2 separate regions of the Mus musculus genome follow, and region 2 is linked to region 1. Evidence: chromatin contacts called from public HiChIP or PLAC-seq data. All regions are on one chromosome and are shown on one strand. The core of a region is the stretch at or near the end of the contact, and the rest is flanking DNA. Distances in the headings are between cores, read along the strand shown. Region 1 overlaps Ube2h (ubiquitin-conjugating enzyme E2H). Region 2 has its middle 15 kb from the start of Ssmem1.

The links. HiChIP or PLAC-seq counts read pairs in DNA pulled down with a chosen protein or histone mark.
Region 2: an H3K27ac HiChIP or PLAC-seq map of embryonic stem cells shows a contact between it and region 1, with 5 read pairs. The contact joins two enhancer-like sites. A contact is called at or near these places in 1 of 484 Hi-C or Micro-C datasets (cerebral cortex), 1 of 115 datasets of contacts at active chromatin or transcription factors (embryonic stem cells) and 1 of 9 other capture datasets (adipose tissue).

What each region holds. Positions count from the first base shown.
Region 1 is chr6:30,270,988-30,274,942 of GRCm38.p6, reverse strand. The region is part of intron 1 of Ube2h (ubiquitin-conjugating enzyme E2H); the gene reads left to right. Among named protein-coding and RNA genes, the nearest start is that of Ube2h, 32 kb to the left of the region's middle. Within about 2 kb of position 1,927, at least 17 of the 459 cell types and tissues checked have an H3K27ac peak or open chromatin away from gene starts, as enhancers often do. A contact at or near this core is called in embryonic stem cells, where this site is marked.
Region 2 is chr6:30,524,873-30,528,827 of GRCm38.p6, reverse strand. No RefSeq gene overlaps it. Among named protein-coding and RNA genes, the nearest start is that of Ssmem1, 15 kb to the right of the region's middle. Within about 2 kb of position 1,812, at least 80 of the 459 cell types and tissues checked have an H3K27ac peak or open chromatin away from gene starts, as enhancers often do. A contact at or near this core is called in embryonic stem cells, where this site is marked.

The DNA of each region.
Region 1 (3,955 bases), core at 678-3,177:
TTGCATTATAAACTCATTTTCTCCTGGCAGTAGGTGTCATACCTAGTGGATGCTTAATTGATAACTTCTTAAGCCAGTGACTCACCTGGGTTCTAAGATCTCAACTGAGTTCCAAGGAAAAAGGAAAGCAAGTGTGTGTTCCTACTAGTTTGCATGGTACACTCTTGCATGTCCTTCTTTCAGATGTTATCTCAGTGTAAGTATAAAGTCTGGGAGTGTGTGCAAAAACAGGACCAGCCAAGTCAGACTTGATTCTCCGACCACTCTCCAGGGGTCTGGAGGTAAGGCTTTTAATTTTAACTTAATTTGTAAAATGTATTGGTGTCCTTATGAGACAGCATTGGGGCTTAGATGAGACAAACAGGCCACAGGTGTTTAGAATGGTAGCTGAATTATTGGAAATAAGGGCAGTGGTGGGGTAGCTGTGGATGCTTCATGGACCAACACTGATTTGTAACAATAAAAAAATAAACAATAAAAAATTTATAAACAATAAACACTTAGGCTTTTTTTATTTTATAATGATGCTGATTGACTTAAATACTGTGTTTTCCAATCAGTTATAGGGGGTGGGCTGTTGAGGCGTGATCTCTCTGAATAGCCTTGGATGTCCTGGAACTCACTGTGTAGACCCAGATGGCCTTAAACTCAGAGATATGCCTGCCTCTGCCTCTCAAGTGCTGAGATTAAATATGTGTACCACTGTGCTTGGCCTTGTGTTTCCCAACTTTGAAAGTTTGCACTCTAAAACTTCAATTTTATATGGAAGTATACTTGGTTTATATTGAGTAATTTTAAAAAATTATTTGTGGGGTCGGTGGTGCGCGTGCCCCTATAGCAAAAGGACAGAGAACAACATTGTGAAGTTGGGTCTTTCTCTCCACCCTTATGGAATCCAGGGCTTGAATGAATGCAGGTAGCCACAGGCAAGCATTTATTCCACAGTCTGTACTCTTCTTCATGCTCCTGTTGTAGCAGCCTCACAGTGGAGGACTCTCTGTGCCTTGTTTGCTTCCTTCCAGTCTTCTGCTTTTTGCTACCAGGGCAATACTGTTTTGGGTCTGTGTCTGTGTCTGTCTGTCTGTCTCTCTCCTCCCTCCCTCTCTCCCTCCCTGCCTCTTCCTGCTTTTAAAGCTTTGAATTTATGGGCATTGCAAAGATTAAATATATATGCCACCACACTGGGGTTCGTTTTCTCTCTCTTGTTCTCTCTCTCTCTCTCTCTCTCTCTCTCTTCTCCTTCCTTCCTTCCTTTCTTCCTTCCTTCCTTCCCTCCCCTCCCTCCTCTCCTTCCCCTCCCTTCCCCTTCCCCTTCCCCCCTCCCTTTCTTTCCTTGACAATTCTGCTATGTAGGCCAGATTAACCTAGAACCTGGTGTGATTCCAGGCTGGTGTCAAACTCACTGAAACATTCTTGTGTCTTGTCTCCTCAGAGCTGGGGTTAGAGGCTTGCACCAGCACACCTAGCTTGGAGCTACTCTTTATACAAGGCTTATCTATCAGCTTCTCCCCAGAATTCATTTTCCTCCCAAACAAAGATAAGCTTGTCTTCCTCTGTACTGGAATCAGAGGTGAGTCAGATGCTTTTCTGAGGGTGCCTAGGGATCTGGTCTTCTTGTTTCCAGACTGAGCATCTTCCCAGCCCTGTATACCCTACCCTCCTTTTTGAGACAGGGTCTCGTGTAGCCCAGACTGCTCTTGAAGATGACCTTGAACTCCTGCTGCCTTCACTTCCCACATATTGGGATCCAAGGCATGCCACTACCAAGTCATGCAAGTGCCACAGTTATTTTTGTACGCAGATCGGTCTTCCCCTTTTCAAGTCATTTGCCCCCTGACCTTTTCTCCCTGTGCCATGTATTACATAGCTCTGATCTTTCTTCCTTTGTCTTCCCATCTGAAAGAGAAGGGCTTCATTTGCATAGAGGTTCCAGTGATAGAGGGAGGCATTAGTGTCTCAGTTCAGAACTCTGAGTACATTGGTTTTCTAGCAGAGAGAGTGATGTGGGTGAGGATTAATATCTCAGATTGAGAAAGTGCATGCCAGATACATGCCAGCGTCAGTTTACATTGACCTTTGTTACGGGGAATTATATTCTGAGTTCTAAAGAAGGGACTTCACTTTTGAAATAAACTTGTTGGGGAAGGACTGGGGGACTCTGACCTCTGTAGCCCACACCTCAGGAGTGCTCTAATGGAGACTTTGCCTGACTGTGGGCTGGAAAGAGGGCATGCCCTGCCCTCCTCAGGAGGCAGCTGAGCCAGAGGCAGTCCAGTAGTTCTTTTGTATTTGGAAATACTCCTTGGTTTGGAGACTGGGCTTGTGCAGATACTTAAGCGGGTGCCTCCAACAAACAAACGTGATTATTCTTCAGCGATTACGCCGTAATCTGCATAACAAGAGAACTATTTTACTTTAGAAATGTTGAAGCTGTTAAGGCAGAGTTGATCTTTTCAGAGCAGGGTTCCTACAGAAAACCTTCTGACTCTACTGTGGTGCAGCTGGCGTGAAAGGCGAACGAACATTCCTGTAATAGGCTCTTGTAATTTCCTTTTAGTTTTTGTTTTCGAGACAGGTTCTATGTAGTCCTGGCTATTCTGGAACCCCATGGGTAAACCAGGCTGGCTTTGAACTTAGAACCACCTGCCGCTGTCTCCCCTAGTATTGGAATTAAAGGTATGTGCCACCATGCCCAGCCTTGCAATTTACTTTTAATGCAGAGAAAGTAGGAATTTTTGGACATAATCATCTCTGGTTGGTATTCTAGAAAAATGATACAACAGCTGGATTGAAAGACATAAAGGTTTTCTTCTTATTCAATGACTTTTTCTCCCTTTCTTTCTTTTTCCAAGACTGGAGTCTCTCTGCATTATCCCACTGGACTAGAACTCGCTATTTAGACCAGGCTGCCCTGGACAGAGATCTGTCTCTTGAGTACTGGGATTAAAGACATATTACCACCCTTCTGTAATTCTGAGAACTATAAAATAAGTTTTTACATCTTAGGCTTAAAAAAATTTTTAAGTATTTTATGTGTAAGGGTGTTTTGCCTGTGTGGGTTTGTCTAAGTGTCACTTGAGTGCCTAGTGCCCTGAAAGGCCAGAAGTTGGCATTTGTATCCCTTAGGACTGAAGTTAGGGATTGTTGTGGGCTACCCTGTGGATGCTAGGAATTGAAGCAGGGTCCTCTGGAAGAACAGTTTGTGCTATGTACCCCTGAGCCATCTCTCCAGCCCCCATCTCACAGTGTTTAGACTATCATCTACTGATGGTAAAAGAATGCTCTGGAGCTAGAAGAAAATATCAAAGGACATTTTCATTTAGTGCCGTCTTCATGGCAGACTTTGTGCAGTAGTAACACGGACTGTGTGTAAATGATGACCACCTGCCCTGGAGCAAGCGAAACCGTGGTTTGTAGTGGTTTCTAAGGTGTAAATACTGTACTGAAGCAAGCCTGTCTACATTGTGAGATCTATCGGGAAGAAATGGATATAGTCATCTGATTTGGATTAACCTCAAATGATTCTTTTCTTCCTTCCCCTTGTGTGTATATTTGTAGACAGACACACACACATAAACCCCCTCCCAACCTCCCACTGTGCCACAGTGTGCACGAGGTGGTCAGAGGACAACTTGTGGAGTCAGTTCCCCTTTTCTACCATGTTGGTCCCAGGTATTGAACTTGGGTCTTACATCCTGACCTCTCATGCTAACTATCCTTTATTTTCCTTATCTCTTACATAAGTATGTAATTTGAACTAAGGGCAAGGTAATTTCTTTGGCCTTAGATGAACAAATCTCACAAATCTGAAAGTTAAAACTGGAAAGGCAGTATTTGTCAGTGTGGACAAGTGTCTTGTGTGTCTGTGGTAGACATAGCAGGGAGTCAGATGCCACAGCCAGAGGGTTATTTGAGAAAGAGCTGGCACAGAAGCTGCGTAAGGTGATCTCATTAA
Region 2 (3,955 bases), core at 563-3,062, 250 kb before region 1:
AGAAGGACAAAGTTATCACGAGATCCTGCCGGGGAGGCACAACGTTATTGATGAGTGGGTGAAAGAGAGGCCTTGGAAAGGAGCTGGAACTGGGGGTAGGGGGTAGTTTGGGGATCCTCAGAACTCTTCACCCTACCTTCTCTGTTTCCCTAACAACCAGTTTCCCCTGGCCCCTAATCTACCTGGAGGGCACTTTGGACCTGGAAGACCTGCTGTGAGTCCAGTTCCCCTGGGAAACTGATATCTGTCTTGGACCCGAGTCCAGTTTCTCAGGCAAGGACTTGAGTTGGGAAAAAAAATCTACCGTAGCCAATACCTGCCTGGTCAAGGCAAAGTGACTGGGAGTGGGTAGAAAGGAGGCCAATAGCCCTGAAAAACCAAAGCACTCACAATGACAGTTCCCCACTCTCTCTGGCTCTCAGGAGGCAGTCACTCATTTCATCAGATGCCACACACACAGGTTAGTCAGGAGATACTGGGGGGAGGGGCATTCATCTCTGACATTTCCAGACTTGCTTTGTGAACGCTCTGGAGTGTGCAGGCTACAGTGGAATGCCATGTCCTTTGGGTATGACGGGCTTCTGCACCCACCGCACCCATCCATGGATGTGGGAAGGCAACGGTTTAGTTACACTTCTATCTTTAGCAACTTTAGCATTACAGAGCACATCCTAGGCAAAAGACCCTGCTCTAGAGATCACAGAGGAAGATCCAACCACAAGAAACAGGAAAACTCCCTGTGAATTCTAAAAAAAAAAAAAAAAGTTACTGTCCCTGGAGCTGATGACTTCTCTTGGTTGGCAGAGGGTCTCCCTCTGGTCTCCAGTTCCAGCACTATAGACTGGGTGTGGTGGTGAATCCCGATGGCCCACAGGAGGGAGAGAGCAAGGAGAATGAAAGGTCAGAGTCATTTTATACAAAGTCTCAGCCACAGGCAACTTTGAGATAAGCCTTAAGGCTACATAAGAACCTGTCTTTAAAAAAAAAAAAAAAAGTAACAACAAAACAAAACAAAAACCTATACAAATAGGCATAATTTAGGGGTTTGTTTGTTTGTTCAGACTAAGCCTCACTTTATAGACTTAATTGGCCTGGAATTCCAAATGAAGACCATGCTGGCCTGGAATTTCTATCAACCTGCCTCTGCCTCCCCAGGTGGTAGGATTAAAAGTGTGCACTACCACACCCAGTCAGGGTAATTTTTTTAAAAATAAATATGTTGGTGGGGTATGCCTTTAATCTCAGCACTGCATGAGCGGATCTCTGTGAGTTTGAGGCCAGGCTGGTTCACATGGAGAATTTCAGGCCAGTTAGGGCTACCCAGAAAGAACAAGTCTTAAAAAAAATAAGAAATTACCTTGCCTGCAAGCCATCCAAATGCAGGTGCCAAAAACAGTGGCATACTCCTGCAATCCCAGTACAGTACAGGGGGCTGAGAGGCAGGCAGATGGTGAAATGGTGAATTCCAGGCAAGTGTGAGCTAAAACACACACACACACACACACACACACACACACACACACAAGAAATGCAAGCTACTGCTCCAGCTCTTGTCAGATCAGGATCCTTTGCTTTCCATATTTCCAACCCGAGCCTTCCTGGACACGTGTTGCCATCCCCCGAAGACTTGGAGAAAGGAGAGAGGCCATTTCCTCTCCCTGCCTGTCTGTTTTCAGAGCCAAGAAACTTTTAAGAATGCCCTCACCAGCAAACTTCTCCCTGGAATGAAATGACACCCCCTGCCTGCTCGAATCACTCCACAGGGGGACTGCTGCTGCCATGATTGGCTCAGAGCAATCAAGGCCCTGTGTCAGTGAGAGTGTACAATGGGCAGAAGGAGGATCTGCTAGGACGGAAGAAAGGGAGGCAATCAGCAGGGGCTACCCGGACTCTGTCTGATTCTAAAGCCCGCAATCAGCGGAAAGACGCGAGGGCCCGGGCCCTGGCAGCCATTTCTCCAGGCACTTTGTCTCTCGTTTCACTCTCAGACCCGCCACTCTGCCTTACCAAATCCGGTAGATCCGCCCACCGGAACCTGGTTTTTATCTCCCCTCTCCCCGCTTTTGATTTATTTTAATTAGTAACAGAGCTGGCTCCCTGCCTGGCATTTTCACTGCTAAATCAAGATTTTGAACATAAGAAAGTTTAAGGTGTCAGAGGACACTAATAAAGACCGTTACAAACTGCAGGCCCCTGTAATCAGGCCATGTTAAGGTCTGCCTGCGAAGGAAGTGAACTCAGAAGTTAACAGATAAAAACTGGAAAATAGTACTATTGGGATTAAACCTTTTTATTACAAAAAAAAGAAAAAAGAAAAAAAAAAGCATTTCATGCACTGATTTTTGAGTACTAAGAAATTTCCTAGATGGAACGTTCAGTGTCGAGAGCTTCCGGAGTTGGGGGGGGTGGGGGGTGGGGGTGTTGATCAAAAAGCACAAGGAGGATTAATTTACAAGACATCTCCCTCTGAGCAGCTTCTCTGGGCCCTAACAATCTTCTGCTCTACATAAAAGGTTTCATACTCTTTGTCCCTGTCTAGGGCTGTTAAGCTAAGCGCATCCTTACACCCAAAAGTGCTGAGAACTGAACATTTAGCTCACAAGTAACACATTTTCCTTCTTGCTCTTCCTTGGTCACTTTGGAAGGTTTGTGGCTCATTTATTTCCCCTTCAGCCGCCATCAGCTCTCAGACCACATGTTCCTGACAGAGAGAATATCCAGGTGGCCTGGTGCTTGGAAACCTGTCAGACATTATTCAATGCAATAAAGAACACATCAGACAAGTCCTTGGGATATTGTTGCAGGGAAACCCTGTTTAGAATTCACTAATTGGGAATCTGTGACAATTTGAGGAAGGGCTAGCAGAAGTTAACCTTTGTGGGGGGAAAAAAGAGTTCACTGAAGTTCTGCATAGTATAAACAAGATAAGAAGGGGAATAATTATCTATTTAAAAGAACCAGTTGTTTTGAAAAGCTTTCTATAGAAGTATCCTTTTACATACAAACTGGGTAATTATGATTTAAACAAAGGCTGGCCTGTTTCTTAGGCTTCTTTGAAATGTCAATTACAAACTACTCTTGTCTCTTCTCCAAAGCAAAGTCCATCCCTGTGCCCTGGCCACAGTTGGTTAGCTGGCGTCCACTTACTGTATTTATAAATAACAAACCTGCAGTTCTTCTGAACTAATATGATTTCATTCACGCTTTTCACTAACCTAAACAGTGGCCCATCCTCCAGGGTGGCGAAGAGTTACTAATTACTAGCATGTGGCAAATCTGGAGTGCGTTGAGCAATGATTTTTTTTTTTTCTCACTAGCTTAGTATCGTGGCTACATAATAAGGGAAAACTTCAAAGAAAACTCCTGCCTGGCAGTACCTTTTGGTTTTTACCTTAGTAAAGAAACAAAGGAAGACACATTTTGTGCTACAACTCAGCACATGCACCCTGAAATAGAAACTATCCTCCTCCTGAAGTCTGATATTGTGCTACCCTCTGTTATTTTTAGATTACCGTTAGTTGCAGCCACTAAGTTGATTTCACTACTGATGGTTGCAGCCCACCCTTACCCATAAGGGATTGTTCCCAGAGAATGTGGAAACCAGAGGGCACGGAACCTTACGCATAAATGATTTTTCATGTGTGTGTGTGAGATCTGTACCTAAGATAAAATTTAATTTAGGTAGAGCCTGCACAAGACCCTGGGTTCTATCAGGAGTGCTGAAGAGAAAAACAAAACTGACTGTTTGACAGTTCTATTCTTTGCCCACTCTGGGTACTCTTCTGGGTAGTCAAAGTTTTTTTGAAGAGGAGGTGGTGGAGGAGGGACGAAGTTGTTTCATTTATAAATTAGCCACATTAAAAATAATACTAGCCAGGTGTGGTGGCGCATGCCTTTAATCACAGCACTCAGGAGGCAGAGGCAGGCGGATTTCTGAGTTCGAGGCCAGTCTGGT